Regions from separate parts of the Mus musculus genome. Here regions 2, 3, 4 and 5 are each linked to region 1. The links are chromatin contacts, called in public Hi-C, HiChIP or PLAC-seq and promoter capture Hi-C maps. All regions are on one chromosome and are shown on one strand. The core of a region is the stretch at or near the end of the contact, and the rest is flanking DNA. Distances in the headings are between cores, read along the strand shown.

Region 1 (4,947 bases), core at 1,182-3,681:
ACTGACGTTGAAAAAACACTAGAAAAGCAGAGTCCAGGCAAGGAACCACAGCTCTGTGCAAAAACCAACACCCTGCAAGCAGAGCTCCACCTTCTCTTTCTTTTCATGTTTCCATGTGTTTAGGCTTATTGTATGTTATGTGTATATGTGCCTGCTTCTGTGTGTACACATGTGTAGAGGGGCTGATAGAAGCCAGAAGAGGGCATCAGATCCTTAGGAACTGGAGTCATTGCCAGTTGTGAGCTAGGAATGTGGGTGCTAGGAATTGAACCTGGGTCCTCTGCAAAAGTAGCTGTGCTCTTAACAAACCATCTCACCTGGCTGGTGAGATGGCTCAGCGGGTAAGAACACTGACTGCTCTTCCAAAGGTCTTGAGTTCAAATCCCAGCAACCACATGGTGGCTCACAACCATCTGTAATGAGATCTGACATCCTCTTCTAGTTTGTGAAGACAAATGTTATAGACTTCCATATAATAAACCACCAAGCCATGGCTCCACCCAGGTTGGTAAAAGTGCAGACCATGGGCAGACAGACACTTAGATGAACCCTCTCTCTCTCTTCTTAAAGACACTGTGTCTTTAAGACGCTAGCCTCCAACCCAGAGAATTAGCTTGCCTTTGCCTCACAAATGCTGGGATTATAGGTGTGCTAGTATGCCCAGGAGGAGATCTGTCAGCAAGGCCAACTTTTCTATAGCCTTGGTCTATTTTATTGCTTCTCGTCTAACGTTTTAAAATAAAAATGTTAAAGGCAGTGTTAATTAAGTACAAAAACCAGACACCTCTCTAGCAGAGAAAACGTTTCTATTTGTCAACACATAAAACATCGATGTCATATAACATTTGTAGGGCTAAGCCTGGATTTCTCTTCTCAGAAGCGCAGATGAATTTTTTGTGCTAGCATTTTTCCTTCCAAATGTTAATTAATAACCTAATCCTCAGTAGAACAAAGCAGGAAGACTGTAGAAAGGGGCTTTCCCAACAGTAGCTATGTGCTTTCTTGTAAAGGCATGGGAGATGTTTACGGGCATTCCATAAAAGTGAGAGGCGTCCCCTCTGATTTCTTTTGAATGGTGGGAAAAGGAGCTGTGGAAATTTTGAAATAAGACAAAAATACTTTCTGTGGATAGGAAAATGAGAAAATTTAGGGGAGCACAGTCGAGTGCCAGTTATGAGGGTTTCACATAAAACTCATCAGCACTATTGTAATTTCTTCAGGAACAGAGTTAAGTGCAGAGAACATAAATTTGGTTTTTCACCAAGCAAAATATTCCAAGCTATCAGAGAGGTGGCTATCAGATTCCTGGGAGTTAGCAAAGAAACGATCTTTAAAAAAAAAAAACAAAAAACAACAAAAAAAACCTAGACTACAGACTTTCGTCTGCACACGAAATGAGTGGGTATGGCACTAGGGAGGCAAAAGTGACAGAAAACTTTTAACTTTTATTGTTGAAGGCACACTGCGGTACATCATCCAGAGGAAGAGAATACAGCCATCTGAAGACAACCGTTTAGAATGAGCCCTTACGGGAGAGACGAGGGATACGTAGACCATTTTAGACATGGAAAGATAAGGGAACCACAGGCCACGAGGCTGAATGGATCACGGGTGGGAAACTTCAGAAAACGATGACAGCTGCTCTCAGCTCAGTTAGCTGGGCCTTGGTGCCACCAAACCCGTCATGAATGAAATCTATGGAAACCCTGGTCTGTCGCAGGTTAGCATAGGTCTTCCAGCTGCAGGAACTCAAAAGGGGTCAACTTAAAAATCATACTAAGATGGAGCTGGGTAACCTGTGTTAGCCATCAACTGAACTGCTGAAGCACAAGGAAGGGCCCAACAAGGACACAAGGTCCTACACCCCCATTTCCCAATCCCGCTAAGCACTTTTTATAAAGATCCAAGTGTGTGTGACTGGGAGTTCAGCACCTAGGCACCCAGTCGTTGTGTTTATACACAACAAAGCAAAAAAACTGAAGTTAAGAGTGTTCGGGTCGGACCTGTCAAAAGTCCAGACTTGGGAAGTCCTCCCTAACTTCCGGTAACAGCTGGTCCAGGTAAAGACCTTTAAATCAAGTAAACGGGTTCCATCCTCGTCCAACCTTCTTCCCGTTGCACCTGCCCACCCAGAGCGTTGCGAGGGGCCACTGGCTTTCAGCAGAAATGCCGCACCCTTCCTCCTGTCCCCCTCTGTCCCGCCAGGCCCGGCCAGCTCCAGCCCTGCCTGTCACTCACACTTTGTACGGCAGCCGCGGGTCCGACGTCAACGTGATTTTAAAGGACACCTTCGACCTGCCGGAGAGAACGAGAAGGCGTTACGGTCGGGACCGGCCACGGGGTTAAGGCCGGGACACAGGGACGGATACTTACATGGTGGAACCGCCTGACACACACCGCGCCCAGCCGCCCGCCGCGCTTCCTTGATGGCCGGCAGCGGGGGCCTTCGCGGCCCACGTCGCCCTCCAGCGCGGCTATCCACACAGCGCCTGAAAATTGTGTCGGAGCTCACAGGCTACAGAAGGCCGATAGCCCACAGTTAGACATTTCATTCTGAGTGTGTCTGTATCAAGTTGAAGTGTAAATGGTAGAGAGAGGATATGTTTCTACTTTTGGTAGTTCACTGACACATTTTTAGTCAGGCAATATAAGGGATGTCAAACAGAGCGGCCGCTAGGTCCCCACTGGCTGGTTACGGCGGAAGTAGGGACTGAGTCGAAGCCGGACGTGGCGGCGGAACTGGGGCCGGGACTCAAGGTCCGGGCGGATGAGGAAGCGTTGCGGAGTTGCTAAGCAACCTAGCAGCCGGCACAGATAGATACTAGAGAAGCTGGACTCAGTTGCTTTAACTAACAACGTTCTTTGATCTTTCTAGCATTTCTGATAATACGATTTCCATCCGTATTAACCTTATAGTTTTCTTCACATACTTCACACTTCACTACAGACTTTTTAATAATTTCAAAAGAAAGTTATCACGATAGAATTATGCTGAGATTCCTGTTAGGGCCCAGAAGAAAAAATTGTATCCTAGCACTAGCAGGTTTTGGAGGGAAAAAAAAATCATTACTATATCCCGTTGTTCTTGATGTGTCCAAATAGACTTTAACTCTAATGCAAGGTTGCCAATCAGGTACATTTGTTCAGCTGACCAATGAACCTTGTGTACAGCAGGCACTAAACTAAAGGCTGAGCTCACTGTGTACACCAGACATAACCAAAGGCTGTGATCCCAAGCAATCAGGCATAAGTCCTTTAGCATCTGTCAGTCGGTTGGATTTCTATCGTGAGAGGGGAAAGCTGTCTTTCATCTTTATCACAATGTAAACGCCAAGATAAGCATTCCATCTCACAATAACTATACCTTTAAAAAATATATACTGCAGTAAGTTGATGAAGCCAGAAATAGGCACTGAACCAAGAGGAGACCCAGTCAAACTTTAGAATGACAGGTGGATTCTTCATGAGAAATCCTGATAGATTAGAAGCTCCCTTAAGAACATTGGAACTACATCTCATCTTTCCTGTAATGTTTTCTATAATGGTCTATAATGTTTTCTCCCAAAGGTGAGAATTCTGGTGCTGACTGTAAGTAGCACTCCAATATTCTCCTGCTGTATGCCATGTAGTGAATCCAAGAGACATATACTGACTTGTAGATATGGATATCAAGGCCTGTATCTTCTAACAGCTAAAACTACATAGTTAATGTGTATGACTAAAGTCTTGTCTCTGAAGACAAAATTACCTGTCTACCCGTGCCATCTATTGAAATAACACAAAGTTAGAATACAAATTTTGGTTTGTTTCTAAGAATACACATATATTTTAAATAAAATTTGTATCTGCTCAAGTATGGAACTATGTGACACAACGCTGAAAAGGACACCATAAGTCTTGGATGGAAAGTCGTCCTGGCAGTCCAGAGCCAAGGAATACCACAAAGTCACACTACACAACACACTTCACCCGGGAGATTCATTGGGAGGGGAGAACCCAGGAGGGTGGCTGCCTCTGCTAGGATGAGAAACAGACAAGCAGCAGAAAACCCGGCAAAACATGGGGTTGGTATAGCGTTTCCTGAGGGGTGAGATGGGGACAGAGATTTCCGGGGTGGCCTGGGATTGGAGGAAATACATGGTCTGATCTTTGGGCGAGCTCAGGAATTGGTGGAGGGTTTTTGTTTGTTTGTTTGTTTGTTTTCCCTTGTAGTAGGGCTCCTAGCTATTCTTCCTCAGCGTTGGGATTGGCAGCTAAGCCCAGTAGGGAAGTGTAGGTGCCAGGCCTGCCCCATCTCTGGGGAAAGGGCTTAAGAAGAAGTCTGTGAGCATGGCAGGGACAGCCCTCCTGCCACTCAAGTGGGCATGAATAGTCAACAAACTTACTTTGTTCAGAGTTTCTGTTATATGTACACAACACAGTGACTACAAGATTCAACCCCAAATGGTATGCAACTTCAATAGTCAGATGCTAAGGCTACTCCAGAAATACCGTACTGCATCAAAATAAAATCGAAGGCTCCTAAGACACACCTGAGACTGGAATGTTACAGGCAACTTTAGAACAGATTTTGGGAGGGGCATATATGAGCTTCCTTCCAAGTGGCTCCACCTCTCCCCTAACCAAACCAAGCTGCTGATTTAAGTCCCCTAAGTTATGTATGTGTCAGTTGTTTCTTGTGCTATACCCCATGTTTGATAGTCTATAGTCTGGGCCTCAGTTTCTCGCTTGGTCTACTTGCCCTCTTTCCTCTTCTCTTTTCTTCTTCCTCTCTTGACTCTCCCCACCTCTTTCATGACCAGGCTCAGTCTAGACACATCCAGATGCCTCTAGCTGAACTCTCCCTTATATCTACAATAAACTCCTTGTCTTCAACAATACCTAGGTGTGGTCATGTCTTCATTTCCACTCAATTATCAAAAGATAGTGGGAAGCACCTATTTGTGG
Region 2 (4,947 bases), core at 1,590-4,089, 210 kb before region 1:
GAGTGAACGAGATGTGGGTCACATCCGTGTCAACATCACTCACATGCAGCTCGGTCTCACGCAGGATGTGGTGGCCCTTCTCCTCAACGGTGAAGCCAGTGTTGACAATCTCGGGGGGCTGGTTATCCACAGGCTGCAGGTAAAGGGTGAAGGTGCCAGGAGCCACATTCCCAGCTCGATCCTCTACTTGGAACTGGAACTGAGCCACTCGGGCTGCGACTCCTAGCTCCTGCCCTGGGGGCCTGTAAGCAATTTTATGATGATTGACCTGGGCTTGGGTAAAATGGCTCACCACCACTGAGGGATTATCAGTGAAGACCAACGTGCCCAGTGGAGCCGGCGAGTGGTTCTCATCTGTGTCCGTGGGAGGCTGGGTCACTGTGTACTGTAACTCTCGGTCATCTGTGTCCAGGTCAGTGTAGTGCAGCCACCTTTTCCTCAGTGGTGTGAGCTGGGATTCCTGTACCACCATCCGAAGGGGACAGCCACTGCCCAGTTCTGGAGGGAGACGGTCCACGGGATGAATGCGTATTACAAACCTCTGGATCCCAGACTGGTTAGGGGGATCATGATTGTCTTGGACTCTAAACATGAACTGGTCCATCACCGGCCCAGGGCTGTGGGGCCCCGAGTGCCTATAGAAGAGCTTCCCCTCTGTTATATCCTGTTGCCGCCACTCTGTCACCGTTCGCTCGTAAAATGACCCTTGCTTCTGCCACAGACCCTGCTCTTCCTGGGGGACATGCCTTTGGCGGAGAAGCAGGTGCCCCAAGCTTGAGAAGGGTGGCAACAGGACAAAAACCAGCTGAGAGTCATCTGAATCTATATCGGTTGCACTGAGAGTCAAGGGTGGGATAGGCACAGTTTCCCCCTCAGCCACTGTCAGCCCAGTGTTGGCGTTCAGGACCGGCGGCTGGTCATCCACAGGCACTAAAGTGATAGGGAACAGGAACTGGACCTGGTGCCTGCCTCCTCCATCGGACATGCGCAGCACCAAGTTGTCACTCAGTGAACCGTCTTTGTCATCATGCTGATACACAACCTGGCCAGCCGCCAGCTCCGCCACTGTGAAGGTCTTGGGAGCAGAGTCGCTACTGGGAGAACCCAGAATAACAAGGTGGCCATGCCGGAGCCCAGCCACCACCTCCAGCCTCACAGCTTCTAGGTCATCTTCATCACTGATGACCAAGTTCTGGGGTCCACTGCCTATGGGACCCGTGAGCGGCCGATATTGACCCTCATAGAGAATAAGGCCAGTGTTTCGTGTGACCACGGGAGCCAGTGTGTTCATGGGTTTCACCACCACCATGAAGGCGAAAGGGTCTGAGGCTGCTCCTTCAGGGTCCACTATCTCCAGCTCTAGTTCAAACAGACGCTCCTGATCCGAGTCTTCAGAGGGAGGCTGGTAGGCAATCTTCAGCAGGCGCAAATCCCGCTGTGTAAAGGAGGAGAGAGGCAGGCTTCTGTCATCCGTGCTCACCAGGTAGCCCTGCCCAGGCTGGAAGGCAGAGGTGAGGTTGAAAATCAAAAGGTCTGGGTCGGATTCAGCATCCTCGGCTGCTAGCATGTCTGGAGTGAGAGCAGTCAGTACAAACTGGTCCACCTCCATCATCATCATGGCCACGAAACTGGGCTTGGGTGCAGTGTTCTCCGCTCCTCCTCGAATCCTCACAAGCACCTGGAAGTGTTCGCGTTTTAGAGCCGGGCTGCCCTCTGGAGCCCCTCGCGAATGCAGCTCGACCACCATAGGCAGCCAGTCCCTGTTAGGCGAGCGGCTGGGGGCTGTGTGGCGGTAGCGGACTCCCAGCTCCTGGAATGCTTTGCAGTCCATCAAAAGGGTCTTAGAGGTCCCTCTATCTCCGGCCCCTCCCTGGACCTGTGGGTAGTGAAGGAGTTCTCCGTAACGAGGCAAAGCGCTCAGACCTGACAAGATGCCCACGCGGCACTCCTCGGTCTCAGGCTGGTAGGCGAACTCTAAGCTCCGATCGTCCAAGGCATTACTGGTCCCTAGCAGTTCTTCCACGACCAGAGGTAAATTCCGAGTCACAATCTCCAGCTGGGTGAAGACCACTTCCACCTCTAGTGCCAGTGGCAGGACTATCGCCCCTCCTGGAGCATCGTAGCGCAGCTGCAGGCGGACGCGGTCGCGGGAAGGGCTGCGAGCACCCAGGTGCGAGTAGCGCACCTCACCCGGGCCATAGTCGCACGCAAAACGCTTGGGACTCAAGTGGCCCGGCCGCTGGGCCAGCGCGTCGTTGTCTAACACGGTCACTGTGCAGCGGTCTCCTGGCTGCACCTGCAGCACCAAGTCACGCAACGGATCCAGCCAGACTTCGCGACCGAAGGGCACACGGAGCCCGCGGTTTGCCACCACTATAGCTTCCTCTGTAGGGACTCCCGAAGTCCCGGAGAGACCCAGGGACTGAAGTGCTGCACCGGGGCCAGCAGCCTGTGTGGAGACGTAGCTTACCAGTGACAGGAGCAGCAGCAGCAGCAGCAGCCTAGGCGACTGTGCGAGTATCGGCTGGAAGCTGGAGAACTTGGCTGTCCTGCGCGCACGGCTGGCCATCCCGGGAGCCCTTGTGGTATGCAGGCTGCCGGCCTTAGAGTTCCGACAGTTCACCCGGCGGGTATGCAAAGCTAGACTTTGCAGGCTCCTAGAGAGCACGGTGGGAAGGGCCGGGAACTCGGCGCGGTGCCTGCGGGGCCCTCCCAGTGGCAGGGCTGGACCAGGAGGATGGCCAAATGCACCGCACGGTCCCTCCTTGGAGCCGCAATCCAAGGCACTAAACACTTCCAGCGCGTCCCGGGCGTGTAGCAGTCAGGAGAGTCCCTACGTCCCAGGTCCCGGGAACTTTGAGTCCTTTGAGGAAAATCTCTCCCTTTGCACCCCTAACTCCAATTCTCTCAGGGGACCAATCGCTGATCGCTGGAGGAGGCCCTGAGTCCAGGGTTGGGTAGTGACTGCTGTCAATCAGCTCCCAGGCGGGGAAACTGCGCAGAGCTGCTCTGAGAGAGGTGCAACAGGTTGGTTGGAATGGAGGGGCGCCCTGAGCTTGCTTGCCCGGACCTGGGGCTGCGGCTCAACCACCAGCCTGCGCGGCTCTACGGACTCAAGTCTTCAGGTCTAAAGATTAGTGCATCTATTAATGCATCTCAGTCCCGTTCCTTGGTCATTGAAATCTCTCCCGGGATGGCCACCTCTTGTCGAAACTTCCAAAGCCAGGGTGGGAGTGAAGAACAAAGTTGAACACACCTTGTTGTTGAGTTTGAAAAGGAACCCAGAGCAGTTTGGGAAGGCACTGGAGATTTTCAAACAGACAGGGGATTAAAAGCCAGACCTACCTAGCTAGAGCAGGTGCAATACCCACCAGGGTCACCACCACAAGCCCCCACCCCCGCCCCGACTCCCACCCCCACCCAAGCCCTTGCTGATTTTCCCGTGCTTTACGAAACGGACCCTGTCCGGCGGATTGGTGGCGGTGGTTGTTGTTGTTTTTTAAATCAAGCCCCTCCTTTGCAGTCAAAGTTCACAGAGTTAAAGTGAAAAGAAGCATTTGGGGTGTGTGAGAAATGCAGTCTGATCAGAATCGCCAGTCTCCCACCAGAGAAGTTCCAGAGAATGTAGCCCCAGGCTGTCCTAAACTACCCCTAGCTAGAGAGCTGTCACTGCAGACGCTCAGTTCACCTTGCAGAATTTAGACGAAGGACAAGCTAAACCCAGCTGTCAGCAGCATAGCTTTTTTTCCCCGTTTTTCTTTTTCCACGCCGAGAGAATTGATAAATACCCGGAGGGCAAAGAAGAGTTTAGATAAACCTCTTTTCAGCTAGACCAGATTGAAACCCTAGGCTGGGCGCTTCCTGCCCCCTTGTGTCGGTTGGTCAGGTTTCCTCAGTATGCAGATTCCTCTCCCTGCGCTGCACCCAAACCCCCTCACAATCAAAACCCAGTCGCTTTCAATGGGGTTCTGGGCACTCTTGCTTATCACGTCGAAATATTTTCCCCAGTAATATAAAAGGGACTATGAAAGAAGGACCTGAAATAATGCCTATTTCTCTTCAATAAAACACCGAATTTGGGAAACAGGATGCGTTGAGAATCCTTGTAAATTTCAGTCTAAATGAAAGTCGTAAGATTTAAGTGTGACGCGTTTTAAGGAAGAAATGAACAATCACTTTAAACCTTCCTGCAGCCAGCCTGCCAGCCTCTACCTCAGGAGTCTGACTCCTGTCTGATGTAGTCACACGTGTTTCAGGCCAAAGCCCTAATTTCGTTGCTAGATTTTGATGTTAAATGTCTGATTCTATTCTAAGAAATTCACTGGCCTCTGAGGATGAGATGTGAAAGATTCTAAAAGTCTTTTGAGAAAAAAAAGTGAGGCATTTATGCAAACAAACTGGTGGTATTTAGTTAGTAGAAGCTCCTCTGGGTTCTGTGCTTTGTACTGTTGGGGGGGTCTTCAACTCCTACTACATGTCTCAGTTTATGACAAAAATAGAAAGGACACAGCCAGTACTTGAAACACATGAGAAAATTCCCATCCAACTCCTGGCCAGTTTCCAATTATCTTTGATGTAATAATTTTATGATTTATCACGTTGATTTATGGAACTCCAATGGCCAAGACATGAGAATATTCCGGTTTCTGTTTGCAAGTATGTAAGAAGATGTCAAGTGGAGTAGATGGTCAGTTTCAGAATAAAGGTCTTTCTGTACCATGTTCTAAGTCCTACTTAGTGAAAGAGAAGTCAAATGGATGCCAAGTGTCCTTACTCTGTGTGTGTGTGTGTGTGTGTGTGTGTGTGTGTGTGTGTGTGGCCTGCCTGAAAGCCACAGCCTGACCTCTGATGGTTCCCAGTGGCTCCAGGCTTTTTCCTTTCTTCCTTTTAAAGTCCAACAATGTTTGATTTGCCAGCAGTGATAAGATCAGTATTTGAAGTATGGTC
Region 3 (4,947 bases), core at 735-3,234, 160 kb after region 1:
TATTTCTAGAATATTTCATCTTAAAATTTTCTTTGAAAATAGACTCAAGTACTTTCTGGAATGAGTCACGATAGGCTCCGGTAAACAAGTGAATACTCCTGGGACAACTTTGGGTGCAGACTGGAAACTGAAGAGGAGAGACTGGAAAGGTCTGGAAAGAGCGAGAAGACAGTTTGTAGCCCAGCCCTGCCTCCACACAGGCACGAGAATCTCCTTCTCTCTGTGAAGTCTCTCATTCACCAGAAAACTGAATTATATTGATATTTAACACAATCTGAATGCGCTATGATTTTTCTGTCCATATTCAAATGAACCTAATACCGCACTCGGTTTTAGCTTTTGCAGATTGCGATTGGCTCATGGGTGTTGACAGGCATGCTTGTGGGTGCATATTATTAGCTTTTGATAAAAATGACATTTCATCTGTAGGCAGAGAAACAAATTTTGAATTTTATGCATGAGAAGATTGATAGCTGGCACAATTATTAATTTCTGCAGGCTTCCTGTTAGTGTCATAAGATTTGAAGAAAAAAGCCACTCTAATAAAAGAAGACTCTACCTTCTCAGTTAATTTTGGAGAACGAAACACTTTAAGCAAGTCTAATTTGATAGGCCTCGCACCCTCATGGGATAGCAATTAACATGCGCAGGTATGGAAGATGCTGGGGTAATTGGTGTGGGTTGTATTCCATCTGTGCTTTGATAACCACTTGGGGATGTACACAGTAGCCGAAGCCTTGACTTCCTGCTGCAGAATGGGCATGCCTGTTTTCTCCGTAGGATGCTATTTTGGATCCAATGAAATAGTAGACATACGATTGTCGGTGTGGATCTAATTTGGCAAAAGCAAAAACTTCTGAAGCTCTTTACCTCTGTATCTCACCACCACGTATTGCAGAGCACACTGTCAGCTTGGCTAAACGGAGTGAAGTGAGGTTACCTCTTCCCCAGTTCCACCAGGCAGCTGGACTCCCCCCAGTGTTTCCCAAGGGAGCAAGCTCAGGTTAGTGTTCTACTTGCAAACAGCCCTGAGAGGACAAAACATCTAAGTCATCATTAGCCTTCAAGGCAAAAGTATTTGTGCTACAAAATTATAAATGGAAAAAGGCTCCATTTTCTCCACAACTTAAGTACAGGAAAACCATTTTCCTGAGCATCTCACACACGGGAAATGTATCGAAAATAATTACCCAATCTCCAGATTTCATATTGTAAAAGAAATAATAGACAATTCTTATGAATTCAGCATAAGGAAAAGTGGGTGAGAGAAGATCTTTATGAAATATCTGTGGGTCTGCATGCTCTAAGGAACGCTTACCAAGCAGTAGGTTGCCCTTGTCTTAGTGTCAAAGTGCTGGTGTCAGAATGCCTGTGAAAACCATAAGCACGTCATGGCCATGCATTTCAGGGCAAAAACTGTACCTACACAAAAATTTAGGCTTGTGGATTCATTCTTTCTAGAAAGGATTGAATTTAAACTTCTTGTGAGAAAATTGAGGTTGATGTAGTATTTTTCTTCTAACAGGCAAGAACACAAACAAAAGCTTTATGAAATCAATGTCTCTTACGTCTGTCTACAAACACAGTATAAAACTACCTCATAAAGGGTGAATGTGTTTGTCCTGCATCAGGGGCAGGGAAAAAACCTGAGAAAAAGGTGGGATTTGTGGTAAAAATAAAGCATCTTTCTGTAAATATAAAGGAGTATGCTAAATGTGTTGCCTTCTTTACTTCTGGAATAGAGGACAAATGCAGGACAGGACTGACCTGTGAGCCTGGTTTAATCATAGCCATTACTAGCAGTATACACAATTACATGTGCAAAGTTATTCTTGGAAAATATACCCTTTTTTGAAGCTCACAAAGGCCAACATGAACATCCCAAAGAGGTTGGTAGTGTTCAGTGAGTGCCTTCTACTTGCTGGTGTTGTGGGAGTCATGACTGCATCTCACCAGACATGAGGCTCTAGTATCAGCTGTTTCAGACTCTGGAGTGCCTGGAGTGTGACCTCATCTGTTTCCACCGAGAGTGACTGCAGTTCTTCCCTCCCCCAGGCCCTGTGCCACAACAAGAACTACTGCTTGTTCACTCCTGGACCTTACATCTGCCCCGACCCCAACATTTTAATACCCCATGCTGCCCGCGCCTTCACCCACAGAGTTATTAACTACTTGGATCCTGACCTATGATTTTCTTCTAAGACAACATTTCTGAGCCCGTTTTCTCTATCAGTTTTTAAAGACTTGGGAAGACAGCATCTTTTTATCTCTGTGATATCTTTGGGACCCACTTGGTTAAGCAATCCAAACACAGGAAGACATGTTACAGAGTATTCCCATTTTATAGTCTATGATCTGTACTTGATTTAATGAAAAGGCGTGTTTATTATTTTAATGAGCTTCTCTCGGTGCCAACTGTCACCCAGAGGATGAGAGAGGAGGAAATGTGGGTAGGAGGTGATGGGGCTTTCTTGCTCAACAATACTTTCCATCTGCTTTCTGAACAATTTTCTTCAGAGGGATTGTAGAAGGCAGGAAAGAGCTGGCGAGTTTGCTCCTGGGAGACGACAGGATGCTATCAATCTCATCCAGATGTGGCACCTTCGATGATCTGTTCTGTGACTGGACTGGGAATGCAAGCAGGGCCAGCTATCCCTGGAGGGTTCAGAAATACTGTAGACTTAAAAATTTTGCTGGAGTGGCTGAAGCTCCCCCCCCCCCGTTTATTTTTGTCATTTGTGTGACCAGGTAGAAGAGCATGTTGTGTGATTTACTTCACCCATTTCACGTGAAGAGTTCCTGCATTTATCCGATATTTCCTATTAAATACAATCTAGAGCTGTTGGAGTAGGGAGATATCCTGGTGACTGAAGACTGCTGCAAAGGCATGAAGACCGAGTATGGATCCCAGCACTCATGTGAAAATCAGTGTGTGGTGGCTCATTTCTGTACCCCAGTGTTGGGGTGCAAGTTGGGGAGGGCAGACACAAACAGATCTCAGGTGTTCACTGACCAGATGGTTAAGACAGCATTTAGTGAGAGACCCTGTCTCAAACAAATGTAGAGAGTGATGAGGAAGACATCTAGTGTTGACCTCTGGTGTCAACACCTGTACATATGTGTATGCTCACATGCATACACCAGCACACACATGCATTTAACACATCCATACACATAAAGTAAGATATAATAATATACACTCTTCTCTAGGCTGTTCTTGGAACATTAGGAGAACAAGAATGAAGATGGCAAACCCATGTCCCCTTCCCATTAACTTAATGTTCTAGGGGAACACTCTATATAGGAGACTATAGGAGAGTCTCAGCTAAGAGTTCAGATCCATGGGTCATAGGCTGGATTCGTGACATCATCCCTGTAAGGTCATGCAAGACTGTGATATTTCAACATACTGAAGCGAAGAGAATTGTGGTATTAATCAGCTCAGATCTTTTGCACAGAGGTGTAACTTGGAAGCAATCAGGTGAGATGTTCATGTAGCACCCAATGATATTGCTTGTCTGAAATGCACTGTGCTTGGCGTACAGCCACAGGCATAAATTCTTTATGGTCATTCTGATTTTGTCACTGGCCCTTAGCTATATAAACTGAGTTCAAAGCAAACAGCTGAGCCCTCTTCTGCTCCTGCATTTAAGATGGGCCTCTGGGTGTCAGCCCTGCTTACTTCAATATCGGAAATAACGTATGGTGCAGAAGTAAAACCCTTGAGACAGGTGACCCAAGTTGGACCTCAACCAATCCCTCCTGAGAATTTTGTCCTTAAATGACTTAAGGCCAATCCACCTCAGCTTTCTTATTTGAAAGATCTATTAACATGAAGATTGGGTGATCTAAAGCTCATAAAAGGTGTTCTATCACACAATGATTGACTTCTCAGTATTAACTTTCCTAATAGTTTCTTCAGCTAAAGTATAGTGATTGTATATTTCACTTGTTTTCGTCTGCAAAAACAGTTTGGAGTGAGTGAGAGAGCTCCAGGTGGACATAGCAAGCCCCTGAATACAGCTTGACATCCCAAAATATGGTAACAATATTAAGGTATAGAACTCGACCTGAGGCCCATGTTTGCGCTTATTGACCAAATGATTTTTTGCCAAGGTACAACCACAATGAGGATGTGAGAGATTGAAGATAGTGAACTAGATGGTTTGGGGGGGGGTAACCTTTACTCCTGGGCCACCAGTAGCATGGTAGTTAGTTCTGATATTCGGTCTGTAGTATTTTTTAGGAATAAAGAATGTGGTACAGGAGGAGAGCTAGCTCTTCTTATGAGCACCTGAGGTGACCTGTGAAGATGGTTAGCTACTCTCATGGCCCAGAAAAGCCTAAAAAATTCATGCAAATCAAGAAATTCAAATCTTCCTTGTTTGCTTTAAGCACACCCATAACACCTATGGGTACACATATCAGAAAAGTCACCCAAAATCCGAAGGATGCCAGTTTAAAGACGCCATGTGTGTGTGTTCCTGGTCCCAGAGTATAATGATGAATGTACTAGGAACTCCCAGGCCAGAGTGGGGCGGATTGTAGGGTCAGCGGCCCAAAGTGCAGGCTGAATTTTTCCTGCACTCACTTAAAAATGCAGAAAGTATTGCTGAACTTAATGGCTTAGATGTAGAATCTCTAATCACTAACACATCCAGTAATCAAATCACCTGAGATGAGCCTACAAGTTATAGAGCTCATGGTTGATTAACCTGTACATGGGTTCCTCGGACACTCTTGGACCATCCTCACTGAAAAGGAACAAATTGTTCCAAAACTAGAAGAGGTAGTGGTCCAGAACAAAAATATATCCCTGAAGAAATGAAACCTTATGGCACTAAAAAATGCAGCTAAATATTAAAAAAAAAATTTTTTAAGCTACAGGACTAGAACTGTTTGCTCTGCCCTGTGATAGAAGCTTCTCTTAGAGTATGCATGATGAGT
Region 4 (4,947 bases), core at 777-3,276, 130 kb after region 1:
CAGCTGCAGAGAATCAATAGCCCCAGAATAAGACAGAGCTACCAATGCCACAGAATGACAAGGAAGTGCTCACCCTCCCTGGACAAAAGGCAAGACTGCAAGACCAAGACAAATGCATAAGCGGCTCTGCAAAACCCGAAGGCAGCAGTCGGCATCGTAGACTGTTATGCTCACAGGAAAATTTCCTGTAGGAACATAAAGGGGGAAGATAAATAAAACCAGAGAGTTTACTACCTTAAAAACCAGGAAATGTGACAACTTGTTGGGCTCTCAGCTGTTTGGGGGAAGGGGCAGCTTAGGGTGTCAGGGTGGTGGCACTTGTGTTTTTTGTTTGGGGACCATTGTTCCTTATTGAGGTTTGGTCTATGGTTATGTATTGTAATGCTAAATTTTATACTGGATGGATTAGAGGTAGTTGGGTTTGGAGTGACCTGGTTGGAGAAGAGACTAGAAGAGAATAATGACAGAGAGAGAGAGGGAGAGCAGGAGAGGGGGGAGGTTGCCGTGAGGGGAAAGGAACCATGACCACACAGCCAGGAGAAAGAGCAAGTATCTGGGGTACACTGCTAGGGAGGTAGCCAGGCATGCAGTTAGAAGAGTAGATTTAGGGTGACCCCCCAGTAATTGTCAAAGTCAAATAAAATAACCATAGTCTGGGCCTCACTTATTTGTAAGCTAGTCGGAGATAAGCTTAAATTGTTAGTACTACATTCAATGATGCATATGTTTTCATTGTTTTGTGCTTGAGAATTCTCAGGTTTACTGGAATCTATTGGACTCTAAATAAATAATCAGACCACTATCAGTACAGATGAACTTGTCTGGAGAAAGAACAGTTTGTTGCTCAAAAGACAAGGTCAGCCAGGAAGATTGCCTTAGGGCTCCCTGCTGAGGCTCATTACAGTGAGGTGCCCAGGAGAAGCTGAACCAGTTGTCTTTTAATAATGTGTTGTAGTAAAAGATACACATCTCATTTTGATACGAAATTAATTATTCTAACAGAGCTCTCAGTCTGGTTACAGCCTATCAAGAACCTGCACAAATTCCAATTAGGAACTAAATGCTTGCCCATGTCTATTTGGGATGGGACCAGTTTGTTAGAGACGTTACAGCTAGGTTGCTTTACTAGAGTCATAATTTAATAACTTTGTTCATTAACTGACTCTGAAGGGCAGAGCTCAGATGTAAAAGCGGGGTCTGTCACAAAAATCTCGTAATATTTATGTTTGAAGGAAGTGAGCTAAGAGGGCCATTTCTGCAGGGTTTTTAGTGCATTTAACATTCATTTTCCAGATTTATCTAACCCCCCTGGAGGCTAGTTAGGAGTCACTAACACATATGTGTCCCGTTATAGCTCTGGGAGCATCCTTTGGGAAGATTAGGCTCAGTCACCACAGTTTTCAGAAATTGTTTTCAACTTGCCAAAATCCATTATGGAAGAATTGTTTCTTTCCAAATGGGCTGTCAATCTCATTTCTTCCCATGTCCATCAAACACTGAGAATATTCGATTCAGGATTGTCCCACATGAATTTGCATCACGGGAAAAGTTGTTCTTGCAATCTCAAGAGGCCCCCACTTGTATTTTTGTCTCTGAAGGATTCGGGTCATTAAGAAGCAAGAGCAAATGCAGCTGTCTTTAGTAGCTCCCTCTACCATCTCACTGAGCAATAAAGTTCACAGCAAACGTAGGGTAGGGGAAGTGAAAAACGGAAGGATTTTCTTTACATCATAATACTGAGGCCATAGCTACCAGTACTACACTGAGTAACATTATCCCAGTAAGAGCAGCTTCATCCTAGACCCTAATGGGTTCTCTAGCCACGTTTAAAACACCCTATCAGAGCTGGTTAGATCCATGTTTAATAAGAAATTATGAGTTTACTTTTGTTCTTCAAAAATTAGCTGGGAATGTAGTTCAATTGATAGAGTGCTTATTCTCATGCAGGAAGCCCTGGGCTAGGACCTCAGAACCATACTGGGCACAAACTGGGCACATGCCTATAATCCAAGCACTTGGCAGGTTGAGGTAGGAGGATCAGAAATTCAAGGTCATCATCAGCTACATAGTAAGGTGCAGGACAGCCTGGGTTATACAACACCCTGTGTCTTGTCATTGTCTTCTCCTTCTTTCCTTCACCTCCTTCTCTCCTTCCTCTTCCTCCTCTTCCTCTTCCTCTTCCTCTTCCTCCTCCTCCTCTTCCTCTTCCTCTTCATCTTCTTCCTCCTCCTCCTCCTCCTCCTCCTCCTCCTCCTTCTTCTTCTTCTTCTTCTTCTTCTTCTTCTTTTTCTTCTTCTTCTTCTCTTTTATTGTCCTTGTCATCAAAACCACCATCATCATCATCTGTTCTTTGATTTGCTTTAATTTTATCTTTGCTGGTTGACAATGCATTATTTTAAATAGATTAGATGATAGAGATTATCATACTCTTATTATTGTCTATATGTGTATGTGCATGTGTGTGCATTCAGGCAAGTACACAGAAATGCACACATGGATGTGTGTGCACATATGTGTGCATACAATACTGTTGTGTGTACACATGTGCATGTGTGTATGCATGAATGCGTGCATGTACAATTGTGTGTGTACATGTTGTGTGTGTGCACACATGTGCATCTTTGTGTGTGCACCAAGACTGTATAGCTGGCAAGAGGGATCATGTGGAGTTCAACTCAGGCAGTCTGGGGAGAGTCAATTTCGGTGATTTTCATATGAATTTCTTATTGTTTAACACATATCAAGGGAGCAAAGAGACAGAAAATTTAGAGGCATCAAGACTATAATTTATGTTATCTTAAGGGGACTGGTTCCTTTGAGGCATAAAAGTGCAACTAAGGATAATTCCATTTGGCCAGAACTTTGAAAGTTGTTTGGTGAATAGGAATTCTAGATGAGGAGAGAAAATAGAAATTGAATTTTACTATTTATAGATGTAACTTTTTCACTAAAGAGGCTAGTTCTGTCTTGATATATTTGAAGAAAGTTCTGGAATGGTTAGCGCTTGAAGTTTACAAATGAGAATAGAGGATTGTTTTACAATATGCCTGTTATGAGCTGACATCAAATTTTACCTCAAATTTCATGTAGGGAAAATCCTGAATTTCCACATTATTATAGCTTCTTAATCTACTAGACATGGAAACTCATGGACCACCAGTCTGAAGCTAGGTATTATTTAATCTATCTTTGTGTCAATTTTAACTTATCATTGTGCATTTACATCTTAAATATTTACCATCTTTCTCTGCCAACATGGTCCCATTTAAATGTCAGTTCCATGAATTTTGGAAAGCAGAGAAAAACATGGGCTGTGACAAAATGAGCATCTGCCAGGAGTTTCCAGGTGTTGTCTCAAAACGACCGGCCCACAGCTGAGATGATTGGCATCCATCCTGTCTTTCTCTTCTCTGAGAAATATCTGGTGGCTTTACTTGATAATTCACCCTCAACGGTAACATAGGGTTCTAATTTTCTGCCTTTAAAAAAATATATATGTTAGTTCTTCCTCTTGATCAAACCCCTGATCTCTATGTTCATTTTATAACAGATCTAGTCATTTATATTCATTAATGACATTGTATTTGAATATAAGTTTCATGTGTCTTTGTAGATGATACCAACAATCATGTCTTCTGGGGGACTATTTTGTTTTCTCTGATTGAGATTATCTTAATGTCCACATTCAATGTGCTTTCCTTCTTTCCCTTTTCAGCAGTATTTCTTCCGAATGTCAATTCTCAACACCTTTGACAAACAAAACAAAACAACAACAACAACAACAAAACTTGTCAGCAGGGAGAAGCATTTTCCCTAAGATCGAATATCTTCCCAGCTACAATCAAGTATACAAGATTTTTGGACAAATATTTCATGATTTTAATGTTATAAATGATAGTTGTGTTCCTTTTGGACACTAGAATCTCTAGATATTTTTTTTAAGGACAGGTGTGATAGCCTTCCAGTCAACTCACTGCAAACCACAGCAGGTTCTTCATCAGTCACAGACTGCAGCTCCTCGCTGCTTAGTGAGCTGCTACTCTTCTTAATTAGGTAATTATGTGCTTAAGGAGAGGTCAGGGCAATTACGTTTAAATCTATTAACCAAACATTGACAGTATTGGTTCTTACCAAGAGCTGAACCCAGCTAAATGGCTCTTAAAGACAATGGGGAAAATGTATAGCCTGTTAGAATGAAAAAGGGGCCCAAATAAACAATAAAATCTAAATTTTAAGCAAATAAGTCATGTATTATTTAGATAATTTATAACTCCCAAGTGTGTTTGGTATACATATAGCTGTTTCCCTTAAAATTATTTAGCATTATCTTCTATTGCAGCCTGTACATAAGCAGTGTCTGACAATAAAAAAAATAGCCTGTAAAGACACAAACATGCTAACAAAATAATAAAAAAAATGTGTACATATGTGTGTATTTGGTGCATTTGTGTGATATATGTATGTGTGTATAGATAGATGTGTGTATGTGTGTGTTTACGTGTTATACTCATATACACATGGTATATTCCTTGATCCTCAATAGGCACTTCTTTGTAAAACTAAAAGTCAATAAGGTTTTAAATTATTACTTTCTACTTAGAATTATTTCCTATAATCAAATAGTCTACAACACAAGACAGTGACATATTTTATAGTTCTGTTGATTTGTTGATGGTATAAAAGAAGAGAGTAAGTATCCCACAAATTGCTTTGTTGTTTGACAGTTCTTATAAATTATAAGTTTGTAACTCCTGTTTCAATAATTAATGCAAACTCACTAATAAGATTAGGAATCAAAATGTAACTGATGCTTCAGAGAGCTTGCGTCTTTGTTGACTCAGTTGACTTATAGGAACAACCAGTAGTCTGAATATTAGTCTTTCCTCTGTAGTTCCTTTTCTTTGGAACTCTGTGTCCACTGTAGCTAGCTATACCTCATGAATGTGT
Region 5 (4,947 bases), core at 1,302-3,801, 130 kb before region 1:
TTAGTGATCAACGAGGGAGCCTAATAAGGAGAGTGCTGTCCCTGGTCTGGTGGTCCTGGGTTCTATGAGAAAGAAAGCTGCTAAGCCATGTTAAACAAGCCAGTTACCAGCACCCCTCCATGCCCCCTGCACAGCTCCTGCCTGCAGGCTCCAGCCCTGCTTTAGTTCCTGTCCTGACTTCCTCCAATGATGGACCATGATCTGGAAGTGTAAGCTAAATAAAGCCTTTCCTCCCCAACTTCCTTTTTGGCCATGGTGTTTTGTTCCAGCAGTAAAATCCCCAACGAAGACATCATCATAACTGTTTAATGAGAATTTCGGCTTCTATATTGTTTGCTATATACCACTGTGAAAGAGCCAAGAGGAACAAGGGCTGGTGTTGTTCTTATTTTACAAATGAAGACACTGAAATACACAGAAGTCAAGTTTTGCTCTCAGCTTCATGGTTTTGATCATTTTTTCCCCAGTTAATGTCCACATGGCTTAGAATGTTATATTCAATTTTGACACTCTGAAGGAATCAAGCTTTCTTGTTTTTAAGTAAAATTTCTTTCAACTCATGACCACAGAATATGAGGATAATACTCTCTTGGGGTGAGTGATGGCTATTTTCGGTTGTCAACTTGACGCTGTCTGGCATGAACTACAATCCAGAAATGGAGGGCACACCTCTGATCCAGATCTTGAGTCGGGGAGAAAACACACCTTTGATCTGGATCTTGAGGCGGGAAGACACCAAGTTTGTGATCTAAATCTTGAGGTGAGATGACGCACACCTTTAATCCAGCCAGATCTTCAGGCACGGCTTTAATGTGGGCCAAATCTTCTGCAGGAGGCCTACATAAGGGCAATGAAGAAGGAAGGGTTTGCTTTTCTTTGCCTGCTTGCATTCCCTTTGCCAGCATATCCATTGGGGACCACTTCTTCAGGATCCCAGCTTATCCTGAAGACCAGCCGAGACAATCAGCCTTGTGGGGCTGAGCAACTACCAGATGCTTGGACTTTCCATTCTCAGCGGCCCATTGGTATATATGGATTCATTCCATAAATTCTGTGACTCTAGAGAACCCTGACTAATACAGAAGAATGTCCTAGAGCAATTGCTTCATGCTTAGTACTCACAACAGAAGGCTGCAGGTCGGAAGCCAACTTACACACACACACACACACACACACACACACACACACACACAACACACACACGCCGCCCCCTCTCCCCCCGGGTGTGCAGGATGAATGTTCTCGAGAATCAGTTCTTATAGCACAGATAGCAGAAGAAGCTGGCAATCTCTCGAACCAGAGGAAGAATCATGCCCAGAGTTGTGAACAACTGTTCCTGTAGCCTAGACACAGAGTACCGTAGAGAACGAGTTTGAGTGCCACAGCTCTGCAGTACCTTGTTTGGGCCCCCGGGCGGGACAAAGCTTTTGCTTAATCCTTAGGTGAGGTGACAGACTGGTAGCCATGATTGATCAAAAGTTGGCTGCTTGACTAGTGGAAACCTAGCTAACTAAATTGGGTTTTGGTTACAAACACATGAAGTTGTGTTGAAGTTGACTAGCCAGGACTGAAAATACAGATGCATTCCCAGGCTAATGTTAATCTCACACTGTTGAGAAAGACGCATCTCCTATTCGGGCTTCGCTATTTGCATCTGAGGCTGTAGTAGGACACATTATCTTTGGAGTTACTGATATTTCTGAGTCCATTTTTGGATCCTGATCTAGTGGAGAATGGCATCCGTGTCCTTGTCTGAACTCTGCTTGCTCAATCAGTTGTCACTGCCATTACATTCTGGGCCCTGATGGGTAATAGGTAATTCTGGATTCCTCCCTGCCTTTTATGGTTAGGAGAAACTGAGAGCACTCTTGTAAGCTTTGTGAAATGCAATGCCAGCATGCACTAGCAGTCTGACTGGTACATTAAAGAAAGACATGGTGTCCATCCCAGGAACCTTTGGGAATCATTGGATACTTGCAAAAAGAGTCACCATGTCAGGGTAGAAGGAATAGAGACAGTGACGATAGGAGACTTATTACTACAAACTTGGAATACCTATTTACAATGCATCTCCAATGATTCCAGAAGGTTCCGATGACGAGGTCAGATCCCCAGGAGTTAGAGTTACAGATGTCCATCTGTAACAGCCATAGAGCTGTCCATCCCGTGTTCAGGGAACTGAACTTGTGTCTTCCAGAAGAGCAGCGAGTGCTCTTCACTGCTGAGCTATGTCCCCTATTCCCTTCATCTGCTCTATTTAAACTGGTGATCTCAGCACTTTGAATGACACCTATCAGGTAGCTGTTGAGTTACAAGGGGACGGCTATCGGTGTGAAAAAGGTGACTTTCTCTCTATGGTGACATCATGACAGCCGCTGAGATGCCCCCTACACCACCTCTCCCCACACCCCCATCACTGTCACCCACATACTGGAACCTGAGGTTAGGAAATGATTTTTCCTCTTTGCCTGGCATCCCACCCCAGTTCTCTCTCCTGGAGCATTGCCCCCTGAATTCCTTTCTCCCACCAGATGGCACTATGTCTTCAGTATTCAGAGCTACAGGTTTATTGAAATGAGGCTTCTTTGTTCTCCCTGCTACTCGAACCTTAACGAATGGGTTTAAAGACCTATTCCAGGCTAACATCATGAATACCTTTTTTTTTTTTTTTAAATGGCAGGCAGCCTAGCTATATGAAAGTTCGTGAAATATTTATAAAAGCCAACTAAAAAGGCAATAAAGACATTGATTTCTACAGCCAAAGCTGAGATTTTGATGTCACTGACAATCAATGTTAAGATGTTACCACTGGGCCCTTAATGCAAAAACTAAAAGAGATAAAGGAATGATAAACCAGGCTGGATGTGGCATGCATATGCATATGCATATGCATATGCATATACATATACATATACATATACATATACACATACACATACACATACACATACACATACACATACACATACACATACCCATACCCATACACATACATGTACCCATACACGTATACACACACACACACACACACACACACATACACACACACACATACATACATACACATATACACATACACATATGTATAACATACTATATCGTTTACATGGTCTCATCTATCAGGAAAACTTACAGAATTCAGGTTTGATGAAGAGCTTTGGGTGTTGCGCTCTGGGGTCTTCTGGCCACTGGTACCTCTGAGGTAGCCTGAAGTTCATGGAAGGAAAAGTCTGATTATTTCCCTCCCATAAGGACAGGGTCATTAGGTGTGGGCTTGAGGGTTTAGCTCCGGGTTTGTGCAGGCAAAGGGAACAGAGAAGTCACACACACACAATCATCCCCTCAGCTGACATGGAACTATAAGCAGCCTGGGCAACACACTTTCTAAGTCTACTTACTATTCTTCCAAAGTAGCTGCGAAGGCTCCTAGTTTCACAACATACCCCACAACCAGCAGCCTGGGAAGCTCTGAGGAGGTTTATATATATCTAACCTAGAGGCGTCTTGTTCAGTCATAAAACAATGTCTTGTCTGTAATTTTACTATTATTCCCAGGAAATCAGACCCTTAGATGGACAGGCTGAATGCTTCACAGATCTGATGGCTTCCCTCCGTGCATTCTCTCTTCTTATGAGTACATTAAATAATATTAATATATTTTTAGTAAGTGACTTTCTTGGAGAAATACTTCAGAGTTTGTTTTTTTTTTTCCTACTAATAAGACTTCCAGATAAACACATTACAAACCAACCTATGAATCAAATTCTTGATGGTAGCTATTTCCTCTTAACTTTGTTTAAATTTATCTCATACGGTACCCTTTGCAGCACTGCTAAATTCTTATATTATCTTAAAGAGGAGAAACATCAGTAAATTAAAAACACATTTTTTTTGTGAGTGGATTAATATGAACTGTCATCCATGTGAAAAGCAGTGCATAGCTATTGTGTAAAAACAAACATTTCCAATTTCTCCCTCTCAGAGTAATGCTAATGGCGTCATGCTGGTGGGCAGCGCTCTCTCTCTCTCTCTCTCTCTCTCTCTGAGATAATTGTCTAACTCACACATAACCCCTGATTCTTCTATGTGATCACTTGGTATTAGACTCCTATTAGGGACAATTAACAGGCACAGACTTAAGGGAAGTGAAAACAGATATAAAGAAAGCACATGGCAGAGACGGAGTACGGGGTAGAGATAAGAACTTGTGATCGCTGAGAGCAACAGGAGTCACAGACAGCACCCTCGTGTCTCGGCTTTGACCATGGGCCCTTCACTGATTACCAGAGAGGAAGGTTCAACTCCCAACCGTTTTCCTGACCAGCTGCCTACTATTTTGAGAAAAGCATGCTTATTTAGATCCCAGAACACACTGGTGGAATATGTCTTCTAAGGAAAATCCTAGAATTATGAATAACATGTTAAATGAATGAACACGTGGATCTATTTGCTCTTTTGGGTGTTCGTGTAAACCAGAGATGGAAGATAAGATCCTATGAACTTTGAGCCTTGAAAAGACAAAACTAATCGATTGTCCAGCTGTGCTTTGAGTGCCTCCAAGACTGTAGCACACAGACAGCTCTTATCCAGAACACATTAATCCAACTCAGTCCCCAGAGCTCAGACTTGGTGTCTCTGTCTGCATTTGCCTAATCTAAATATCTGAGTTGTTTCATGCTTTGAGCCTGTGTTATATATATCCAGACACCGATATACATACATATTTATCTATGTTTACCTTCAATGTTTATACCTGGTACAGTTCTTTGTATAAACATGCAACTGTCTGTATACATACGAAAATACAAAATATTAATTATTGGTATGCTCTTTAATGATGTTATAATGATCTTGATTTAATATTTCATATTTACTGTTTTTCAGTAACACATTTTATTTGGAGTCAGAAAAATGATATTACTATAAAATCCTAAATATCAAATAATT

The links. Promoter capture Hi-C pulls out the DNA fragments that hold promoters and counts their contacts. HiChIP or PLAC-seq counts read pairs in DNA pulled down with a chosen protein or histone mark. A called contact is a pair of places that touch in the nucleus more often than the background predicts.
Region 2: a contact with region 1 is called in a Hi-C map of Sertoli cells, with 5 times the contacts expected there. The contact joins the promoter of Frem2 here to the promoter of Ufm1 in region 1. A contact is called at or near these places in 1 of 39 promoter capture datasets (cranial neural crest), 6 of 484 Hi-C or Micro-C datasets (Sertoli cells and embryonic stem cells), 2 of 115 datasets of contacts at active chromatin or transcription factors (both in embryonic stem cells) and 1 of 9 other capture datasets (pancreatic islet).
Region 3: a promoter capture Hi-C map of hippocampal neurons shows a contact between it and region 1, with 2.5 times the contacts expected there. The contact joins the enhancer-like site here to the promoter of Ufm1 in region 1. A contact is called at or near these places in 3 of 39 promoter capture datasets (the C10 cell line, hippocampal neurons and pre-B cells), 3 of 484 Hi-C or Micro-C datasets (B cells, olfactory sensory neurons and uterus) and 1 of 115 datasets of contacts at active chromatin or transcription factors (large pre-B cells).
Region 4: a contact with region 1 is called in a RAD21 HiChIP or PLAC-seq map of pro-B cells, with 4 times the contacts expected there. The contact joins the enhancer-like site here to the promoter of Ufm1 in region 1. A contact is called at or near these places in 4 of 39 promoter capture datasets (the C10 cell line, hippocampal neurons and pre-B cells), 2 of 15 datasets of contacts at CTCF or cohesin (large pre-B cells and pro-B cells), 7 of 484 Hi-C or Micro-C datasets (B cells, cerebral cortex, conventional dendritic cells and 2 more), 2 of 115 datasets of contacts at active chromatin or transcription factors (large pre-B cells and pro-B cells) and 1 of 9 other capture datasets (pancreatic islet).
Region 5: a Hi-C map of cardiomyocytes shows a contact between it and region 1, with 2.0 times the contacts expected there. The contact joins the enhancer-like site here to the promoter of Ufm1 in region 1. A contact is called at or near these places in 1 of 39 promoter capture datasets (hippocampal neurons), 1 of 15 datasets of contacts at CTCF or cohesin (pro-B cells), 13 of 484 Hi-C or Micro-C datasets (the 63-12 cell line, the AtT-20 cell line, cardiomyocytes and 8 more), 5 of 115 datasets of contacts at active chromatin or transcription factors (embryonic forebrain, embryonic stem cells, forebrain and 2 more) and 1 of 9 other capture datasets (pancreatic islet).

What each region holds. Positions count from the first base shown.
Region 1 is chr3:53,861,376-53,866,322 of GRCm38.p6, forward strand. Ufm1 (ubiquitin-fold modifier 1) reads right to left here and starts at 2,432. Exons shown (of 6, transcript NM_026435.5): 1 at 2,374-2,432; 2 at 2,239-2,295. The coding sequence starts at 2,375.
Region 2 is chr3:53,654,516-53,659,462 of GRCm38.p6, forward strand. It overlaps Frem2 (Fras1 related extracellular matrix protein 2), which reads right to left and starts at 2,840. Exons shown (of 24, transcript NM_172862.3): 1 at 1-2,840. The coding sequence starts at 2,569.
Region 3 is chr3:54,025,572-54,030,518 of GRCm38.p6, forward strand. It overlaps the pseudogene Gm18018. Among named protein-coding and RNA genes, the nearest start is that of Gm31026, 100 kb to the left of the region's middle. Within about 2 kb of position 1,985, at least 9 of the 459 cell types and tissues checked have an H3K27ac peak or open chromatin away from gene starts, as enhancers often do. A contact at or near this core is called in hippocampal neurons and uterus, where this site is marked.
Region 4 is chr3:53,993,730-53,998,676 of GRCm38.p6, forward strand. No RefSeq gene overlaps it. Among named protein-coding and RNA genes, the nearest start is that of Gm31026, 71 kb to the left of the region's middle. Within about 2 kb of position 2,027, at least 5 of the 459 cell types and tissues checked have an H3K27ac peak or open chromatin away from gene starts, as enhancers often do. A contact at or near this core is called in pro-B cells, where this site is marked.
Region 5 is chr3:53,732,825-53,737,771 of GRCm38.p6, forward strand. Gm30735 (a long non-coding RNA gene) reads left to right here. Exons shown (of 5, transcript XR_867291.2): 5 at 1-4,942. Among named protein-coding and RNA genes, the nearest start is that of Gm30735, 32 kb to the left of the region's middle. Within about 2 kb of position 2,552, at least 9 of the 459 cell types and tissues checked have an H3K27ac peak or open chromatin away from gene starts, as enhancers often do. A contact at or near this core is called in cardiomyocytes and cortical neurons, where this site is marked.